Regions from separate parts of the Sus scrofa genome. Here region 1 is linked to region 2. The links are chromatin contacts, called in public Hi-C maps. All regions are on one chromosome and are shown on one strand. The core of a region is the stretch at or near the end of the contact, and the rest is flanking DNA. Distances in the headings are between cores, read along the strand shown.

Region 1 (4,140 bases), core at 124-2,623, 200 kb before region 2:
ATCTATCTCCTTGTCTGGCTCCACCCGCCTCTTCCCATCTGTTCTGCTGTCTCTTCTCTGGGAGGTCCACAGCCACCCTGAACTTGGCCGGGTTCTTCAACAGAGCAGCGCCCTTCCCCACACCCGGGGTTCTGCCCAGGGTGGCCTCTGTGCAGACAGAGGTTCCCTCCCAAGCTAGCTAACCCCTGACTTCTGGCCTGAGTCTGCCTGTCCCTCCCTGAGAGAAGCCTCTCCCAATCCCCCCAGAATAGGCCAGGGGTCCCCAGAAGCATCCTTTCAGACTCCATGCTTTTGCATGTGCTGCTTCCTCTGCCAGGAAGACCCTTCCCTCCCTCCTCTGAAGCCTGGTGGCTGGCCAGTCCCTGCCAAGTCGCAACATCTCTATTTCCCTTTTATACACGAGGAACCAGAGGCTCAGAGGGGTTGAGCAACCTGTTCAAAGCCACACAGCTTTGTCCTAGAATGTAATAGTGATGAGTGGGTGGAATCCTATCCCAGCTTATGGTCTTGGGAACATCATTTGGCTCCTCTCTGCTTTGGTGGCCTCATCGCTGAAATGGGGTACCTACTGCATAAGGCTGGTGGTGAGGCTTCGGGAAGCTTGTACTGTGCCGCCTCCATTCCTTCACTTGCCAGGCCCATTAGTGGCGTTCCCATGGCCCCTACAGGACACTCAACACTCATTCATTTAATCCCGAAAACCATCCAAGACCTGCCCTGTGTCCCGCCTTATGCAAGCCTAGCTCCTGTCCCAAGGCTCTGGGGCCGGGGAGGGGAGGAGCACAGGGTAGAAACATCAAGATTCAAGGAGTGTGCTGTCCTCACACACTTTTGCTCTTGACTGCTTATTTTTCCCGAAACCTGAAATCAGAATATTTCACGGCATCCAACCCTCATCTCCTCGCGATGAGCCCTAGAGGCCGCAGAGGGAGAAGGTACTGGGGTGCTGTGAGGGCGTGTCTCACCGGTTCCGAGGGCTCCACTCTCCCTGGACTCCACTACCTCTGATAACGCATCTGGCCTCCATCCGGCCTCTTTTTTCCCCACCCCGACCCCTGTTCCTACCCCTTGACTTCCCCACCGCTGTGTCCCAGACAAACCGGAGCTCACCACTTCTCCTCTATCCGGGTCCCCAGGATACCCTCGCCACACGCCCAGCTCTTTAAACCTCTATCACCCGGATCCATTGTCCTCTCCGGCCGCACCTCTCCATCTCTGCCCCGCCCTCTCCGAGGTAGACTCCACGTTCCGCAGAGCTCCGCTCCTTTCCCACTCTCCCATTGGCCCTCGTGGCCCGACAGCGCGGGACGGGGGGAGGGGATCTGGAGTGCGCCCCGCCCCTTGCCTGTGGCCGGGCGAGGGCGTGGCCTCGGGTGACCCCGCCCCAATTCGGGCGGGGCCGCGTTGGCCGGCGCTCCGGCGCTGGGCGGCGCTGCCTCGGCTCTGCTCGACTCCGGCTCAGGCTCCTGCGGCAGCTCCTGTGGGGGTGGGCGGCGGGGCTGACAGCGGCGGTGGCAGCGGCTGCGGCTCGAGGCTGAGCGAGCGGCGGGCCAGCCGGGAGAAGAGGAGGAAGTGGAGCCGCGGCTGTGAGCTCTGGAGTCAGCTGCCACGCCGAGGACCGCCCCATTTTGCAGAGCGAGCCGAGTCCGGACCTAGGAAGACTTCTCTACCGGGCTCCAGCCGCCGCGGCTCCGCGTCTTCTCGCCCGCGCCCTGCCTTGCCCCGCCAACCCCAGCCCGGTTCTGCGCTCCGCGGTCCGGGGCGTGTGGCCGGGACGCCTCAAACCCCTGACCCTGATCCAGTGCACCAGGGCGGGACGCTCCTGGCCCACCACACGGCTCTGGGATTACCGGCTCCTTCCCAGCCTTTCTCTAGTGTGTGCCGAAGCCCCTAGCCCTCCGCCCGGGATTAAGGCAGGGTGCCCCCACCCCTCCGTCTGAGTGCAAAGGAGCCCGGACCTTCAGCTGCCTCTGCCCCGGTGCTTCGGATTTGGTGCGGTGCTAACGTCCAGGAAGCCCCGACCCGGGCCCAGAGCCCTATGAGGGGTCCCAGGCGGGCTGGCCCGTCGGACTGAACCGGACTGGGCTGGTGCTGTGAGACGAAGCAGCCACCTTCCTGCCGCCCCGGGCGAGGGGCTGAGCGCTTGCCCCGAAGAAAACACAGGGGAGAGCCGAGTGCTGCAGGTGAGAGAGCCCCGGATGCCGGGCGCGGGCGGCCTCCGACCCAGTTTGGGCAGCGCCGGGGCCACCTGCGGGCGTGCACCGGGCGCTAGCTGCGCCGGCAGCTGGCTAGGAGGGGCGCGGGGAGAGGAGGGGGAAGGGAGCCAACCGGCACTTATTGAGCGCCCATTGTGTGCGGGTCCGCGCCCCACCCTTGCGCAAATGATCCTTCAAACGGCCCGCTATCACTCTGAGTGATGAAAGGTGTTGTGTGCTGGTACCGGCGCTTGCAGATGGGGAAAGTGAGGTTCAACGAGGTTAATTAGCCCCGCTCGCTTTCCTCGAGGACTGAGACTGGGGAGGAACGTTAGGCTGGAGAGGGAAAGGAGCTGAGAGTGGAGAGAAGAAAGGAAGTGCGGGGCCGCCAGGCAGGAGATGGGGGAGGGGTCAAGGTGGGGCATCGGGGAGCTGATCCCCAGGCCAGGGACGCGGCTTTTCCTGGCCCCTTTCCCTCTCATCCATTGGCCGTGTCACTTCCCAGGAAAGGTGATCCGGAGTGGAGGACGGAGGTGGAAGCTTCCCAGGCTTCCCTCCCTGACAGAGAGCAGCTGCCCCTGTCCCCCGTGGGTCAGACCCCGGGGTCTCTGAGACACTCTGGAAGCCCCAAGACGCTGCTTATCTGCTGGGAGAATGCAATGAGGAGGGCTCCACGTCAGAGCCCATCAGAGCTGTAGGAAATGGGGCCCCTCAGCACCCACCCAGCTCACACCCTTCACGTTAGCAAGGAGGCCGCTGAGGCCGGGGGACAGGGGGTGCCAGTTGTCGAGGTCCTAAAGCAAGCATGTAGTTGAGCCAGCAGGGTGCCTGAGAAGATGATCCTAAACATCCTTCAGAGTGTCCACTCCTCCTCCCAGTTAGCATCTTCTTGGTGGGTGGCTGGGGTTTGCCCACCCCTGATGTGAGGTTGTGAGGTCCGGGTGACCACGTGCGAGGCTGTTGTGAGAATCTCTGTGGCTGGTGCTGGGACGAGACCCGAGGCTGACCTCAGCCTCTCCTGGGCGGGGGAACCTGCAAGACACCTCTGGTGCAGGAGGGGAGGGGCTCGCCCAAGTTCTCAGGGCGGGGGCTGCCAGGGCTGGGGGCACAGCCCCAGGTACCTGGACTCCCAGGCAGGGGCTTGTTCTGCTGCCCCCCGGGGCTGTGCAGGGGGAGGGGTGTTGAGAAAGAGTGCTTGGCATGGACTCTGTGGGCTCTTGTTCTGGGGGGGAAGGGGACCCAGTCTGGGGACCCCCCCGCTCCCGAGCGAGCGCTCCCTCAAGCCTTGGCTGGGCTGAGTTAACCCCTGCTGTGCCTGGCTTCCTGGAGTCCAGGGGAAATCACCTTGGAAAGCCCCTGGGAGGGGGGAGGGGGAAAGGGGAGGGGGAGGGGGAGAGGTCAGCCAAAGGCTGGAAGCTGGGGGGTGGGGGAGGGGGGAGGCGGGGAGGAAGAGGTTGGGGGAACCGGAAGAGAAAGCGGTGGAGGGGCTTGGGATTCCCCCCACCCACCATCCATGGGGATTCAAATTCTCACAATAATTCTCCCTGCTGTCTACACAAAGCTCCTCCTTGATGAGATGATTTCACACGTGTGATCTCATTTCATGGCGGGATGGAAAAGACCTGGAGCCTGGGATGAGGCGCCATGGGGCTGGGGAGGCCCCACCTGGGACCTCTTGGTGGCATCCATGGCTCCGAGCCTTACCTGTCCACTGGGGTCAAGGGAGGCTGCGTGGTACCTGTTCAGATGGTGGAGCCATCGCATGCGGCACACTGTCAAGTGCTCAAGAGTTTTTAGTGTTTTTGCCAAGACGGGACTGGCTTCCACCAGCTCCCTTGTGTGGGAAACTGAGGCTCAGGTGAAGTCACCTGTGCGGGGAGGGCCTTTGAGTTTGCTTCAGGCCCTGGGTGCCTTGGAATTTACCAGATGGTAAAGGCCCTGTGGT
Region 2 (3,852 bases), core at 665-3,164:
GTTAAGGACCCTGTGCTTACATCAGGCCCACCTGGATAATCGGGACCACTCTCCCCATCGCGGGAGCCTCCATCACACCTGTAAAGTCGTTTGGGCCGTTTAAGGCAACAGTGCTGGGCTTTGGAGAGTAGGAGGTAGACCCCTGGGGGAGGCCACTTCTCTGCCTACCACAGCGGACTTCTTGGAAAGACCTTTGCCGCTCTCCTTCTGTGGGGCCTGTGCTGGGCTAAACCCTTAGATAAAGAAAAGCACTGAAATTCTTGGCTTTGCTGGAGGGACCTCTGGTCTCACACGGGGCGTGGCCCGGCGTGGTCTGATGGCGGAGACGTGGCCTGTCCTCTGAATTCCCTAGTCTGATGGAAGGAGCCTGTCCTGAGGGGCCCCTGCTCTGATGAATGGGGGGTGGGGGTGGGGGCGGAGACCCAGGGAGGCCCGAGGTGAATGTGACAGGTCCGTCTGTCCTCTTCACAGATCCCTCCGAACCTCCCATGCTCTGTGACGTTGCAGCCGGGGCCTGAAGACACAGGGAAGGTGGGTCCCCCCAAGGGAGCATCTCTCTGGGTCCAGGACGCTGTGTCCCCAGTCCCCACCTTCTCTCTGGGGGTGCTGGAACCCTCCCTGTAGACACCTCCTGTGTCTAGACCAGGCTGATCCCACCTCAGATGAGGAGTCTTTTCAGATGGGGCGACAGGTATGGTATCATCCTTGCCCCCTGGCTCAGTGATGTGCCCAGGGCCTCTCCTGAGTCACTTGCCCTTCGGTGTTGGCTGCAGAATGTTCTCTGGACAACGGTCGGGCCTCACAACCTTGTGTGGAGGTGCACCCATCACCATTTCTCAGGGGGGGAGACTGAGGCTCGGAGAACCTCTCAGGCCTCAGATCTGCGACATGGAGGTGATGGGACCTGCCTTGTGGCGTGTCCGGAGGGTGGAGTGAATGCTGAAGGGCACAGCGGTCAGTGCGGGGTCCGCGTGCAGGCGGCGCTCCCTGCGCGGGGCTGCCGAGGTCCCGCTGTCCTTGCTGGGCGGCTGCCTCGATGTGGACAGGAGTCTTCAGAGGAGCCGGTCAGGGAGCAGCTCCGTGGGAGGGTCGGATGGGGGAGGCAGCCCTGCACTTTTTCCTTTGCAGCGCAGTGCACGGTGCACGAGAGGGCTCAGGCTGTGGGAACATGTGTTCCTGTCCCGTGGCCTTGGTAAATGAGGGCAGGCCAGCCGTGCCCACAGGAGCCTGCCCTCTCCAAGGCCCTGTGCTCAGAAACCCTTCCCCACAGGCCTGCGGTGTGGACTACGAAGTAAAAGCCTTCTGTGCAGAGAACCTGGAGGAGAAGATCCACAAGCGGTGAGGAGAGGCAGCTTCGGCCGCCTGGGTGTGGGCTGCCTGCTGGCCGTCGGGGGAGACAGGATCGGAAAAGTCCGAAGAGGATAGAAGGAACAATGCCTGGAAGTGTGTGAGGAGGGGCTGCATTCCAGCCTTGGGAACTCTGCAGAGGGCACAGGGGAAGGCTGGCAGGTCGGGAGGGCTTCCTGGAGGAGGTGGCTCCGTTGCTCTGGCTCAGGCCTCAGCGCTTTGTCCTTGGCACCACTCTGTACCCACTTCCTTCATCTCCCTGCCTCTAATCTCTTCCTCTCCAGACTTCGTGTCCTTTAATTTGTTTTGGAAAAAACCTGAAATTCAGATTGTTTTCAACAGTGAGCAAGATGTTTCCCCTGCCATTCTGGCCCAACTTCCCAGTTCTCTTGGGAGGCCATCAGCAGGGGGTTGGGGGTGGCAAGGGGGGTCGGGGGGGAGGGGAGGGAGCTGTGTCCGTGGAGGCCCCTGAGCAAAGGAGGGAAGTGGAGAAGGTGAAGCTGCCCAGGGCAGAGAGAGGAGGAGGTCAGCCTTGTCTCAGAGGAGGGAAGCATTTTACTGGAGAGACACAGCCCTGGCTGGACAGAAAGCCCAGACCAGCTGCCGGGAGTAGCTGGCCCTTACCTCTGGGGTGAGCTGCCCAGCCCCGCTCCCATACCTGCCCCTCCTGGGCTCAGACTGCGCTTGGCCTCCTGGAAGGGCTTAGCCAGCAACTCTGCAGCCCCTGCCCCCAGTCACCGGCGCTGCAACCCCTTGGTGAGTGGGCCAAGTTGCCACCTGGTGGTTACATGTGGCATTGCAGGCGTCTCCCACTCCAGCCTGGCAGCTCATGTGCGTGGCGAGAGGGAACCCGTCTCCTCTGCTTCTCTGTACCCTTTTTCTTCTGAAGACCTGAGACCAGGAAAAAGGAAGGGGGTTGTAGGTTGTGGTAGGGGGTCTAGCCAGAGCAAGGCGGGGGAGGCAGCCCTGAGAGCCAGCACTCTCAACCTGCACCCATGGGACATTTTAAAGCCACGCCAGAGTTACCCCTTAACATAATACAGCAGCTCGCACTTATCAAGAGCTTATTATACACCAGACACAGTTCAAAGTGATGGACACGTACGAGCTAATTTAATCCACACAGCAAGCGTAAGAAGAGGGTCCTGCCATTGTCGCCATTTTACAGATGAGGAAACTGAGGCCCAGGGGTTCATTTACTCAAGGTCATGCCGTTAGTAAGGGGAGGGCTAGGACTTGAATCCTGGCTGTCTGGCTCCAGGGAACGGAGGTGGCTTCTCTGAGAATCAGGGATGCCAGCACACCCAGCCCCCACGGAGACTGCCTGTCCTGCTGTCCTCCCTGAGCCCCGTCGCCGGGCCACCCTCATCTCACTGAGTCTTTATCTCCTTTACTGGTCCTCGTCGCCTGACTGCATATGCGTCCTTTCCCTGAACTCATCACCTCCTCAAGCCCCCGTTCTTCCTGGGGCCCTTGTCCCCGTGCACATTTTTATTTAATAAATACTCAGCAGGTATTCAGTACATGGCGGCCGGCGTTGTCGTAGGTACTGAGAACATAGCAGTCAACGATTTAGACAGAAACGTCTATCCTGAAAGAGCTCACGTTCTTAGGTGCCATGGGGACGCAGGAAGTGAAACATAGTCGCTTTCTTAGCATCCTGCTGGCTACCAAGACACAGAGCCACATAACGTGCTGCCACGGGATGGCTTGGCCCCTGATGTGGTAGGAGTTCAGAGCAGTTGACCTTGAGGAAGGAAGGTCAGTTGACCTCGGGGAAGGAAGCGGATGAGGGCGGAAGCTGGAAGGGGATGTTATAGGCTGGGACTGAGCGTAAGCAAAGCTTCAGAAATAGGACCAGATAGGGAGTTCCCGACGTGGCTCAGCGGTAATGAACCCAGACTAGCATCCATGAGGACGCAGGTTCTATCCCTGGCCTCGCTCAGGGGGTTAAGGATCCGGCGTTGCCGTGAGCTGTGGTGTAGGTCAAAGACATGGCTTCGATCTCATTTGCTGTGGCTGTGGTGTAGGCCGGCAGCTACAGCTCTGATTCGACCCCTCGCCTGGAGCCCTCCATAGGTCGCAGGTGCAGCCCTAAAAGAACAAAAAAAGAAAAGAAAAGGAAAGAAATAAGACAGACTATCAGGGGCGATAGTGAGAAAGTAGGGGGAGCTGGGGGACGAGACGGAGGGGCTTGAAGGGGGACCAGATGGTGTCAAGGCCACATGCCCACCTCTGGGTTTTGGACCAGGTTCCAAGGCCGCGGGAGCCATGGCAGCCTCTTAGGCCAGAGAGGGATGTGAGGGTCGCAGGGCAAGGGGTGGCGGCAGGTGACCGTGGTGTCTTCTGCTCTGCCATCCCCTCTAGGAACTCCGTGCGTCTGGTCATCCGGAAGGTGCAGTATGCCCCGGAGAGGCCCGGCCCCCAGCCCACCGCCGAGACCACCAGGCAGTTCCTCATGTCGGACAAGCCCTTGCATCTAGAGGCTTCCCTGGATAAGGAGGT

Evidence for each region. Hi-C and Micro-C count contacts between places; a contact is called where the count stands out from the background.
Region 1: a Hi-C map of liver shows a contact between it and region 2, with 2.5 times the contacts expected there. The contact joins the promoter of GDPD5 here to the enhancer-like site in region 2. A contact is called at or near these places in 2 of 5 promoter capture datasets (fetal skeletal muscle and liver) and 9 of 47 Hi-C or Micro-C datasets (embryonic fibroblasts, epiblast stem cells, fetal heart ventricle and 6 more).

Annotation. Positions count from the first base shown.
Region 1 is chr9:9,735,419-9,739,558 of Sscrofa11.1, reverse strand. GDPD5 (glycerophosphodiester phosphodiesterase domain-containing protein 5) reads left to right here and starts at 1,373. Exons shown (of 18, transcript XM_021062519.1): 1 at 1,373-2,183.
Region 2 is chr9:9,535,728-9,539,579 of Sscrofa11.1, reverse strand. ARRB1 (beta-arrestin-1) reads left to right here. Exons shown (of 15, transcript XM_021062515.1): 6 at 472-531; 7 at 1,271-1,338; 8 at 3,715-3,850. Among named protein-coding and RNA genes, the nearest start is that of TPBGL, 35 kb to the right of the region's middle. Within about 2 kb of position 1,914, at least 22 of the 83 cell types and tissues checked have an H3K27ac peak or open chromatin away from gene starts, as enhancers often do. A contact at or near this core is called in liver, omental adipose tissue, retroperitoneal adipose tissue and 1 more, where this site is marked.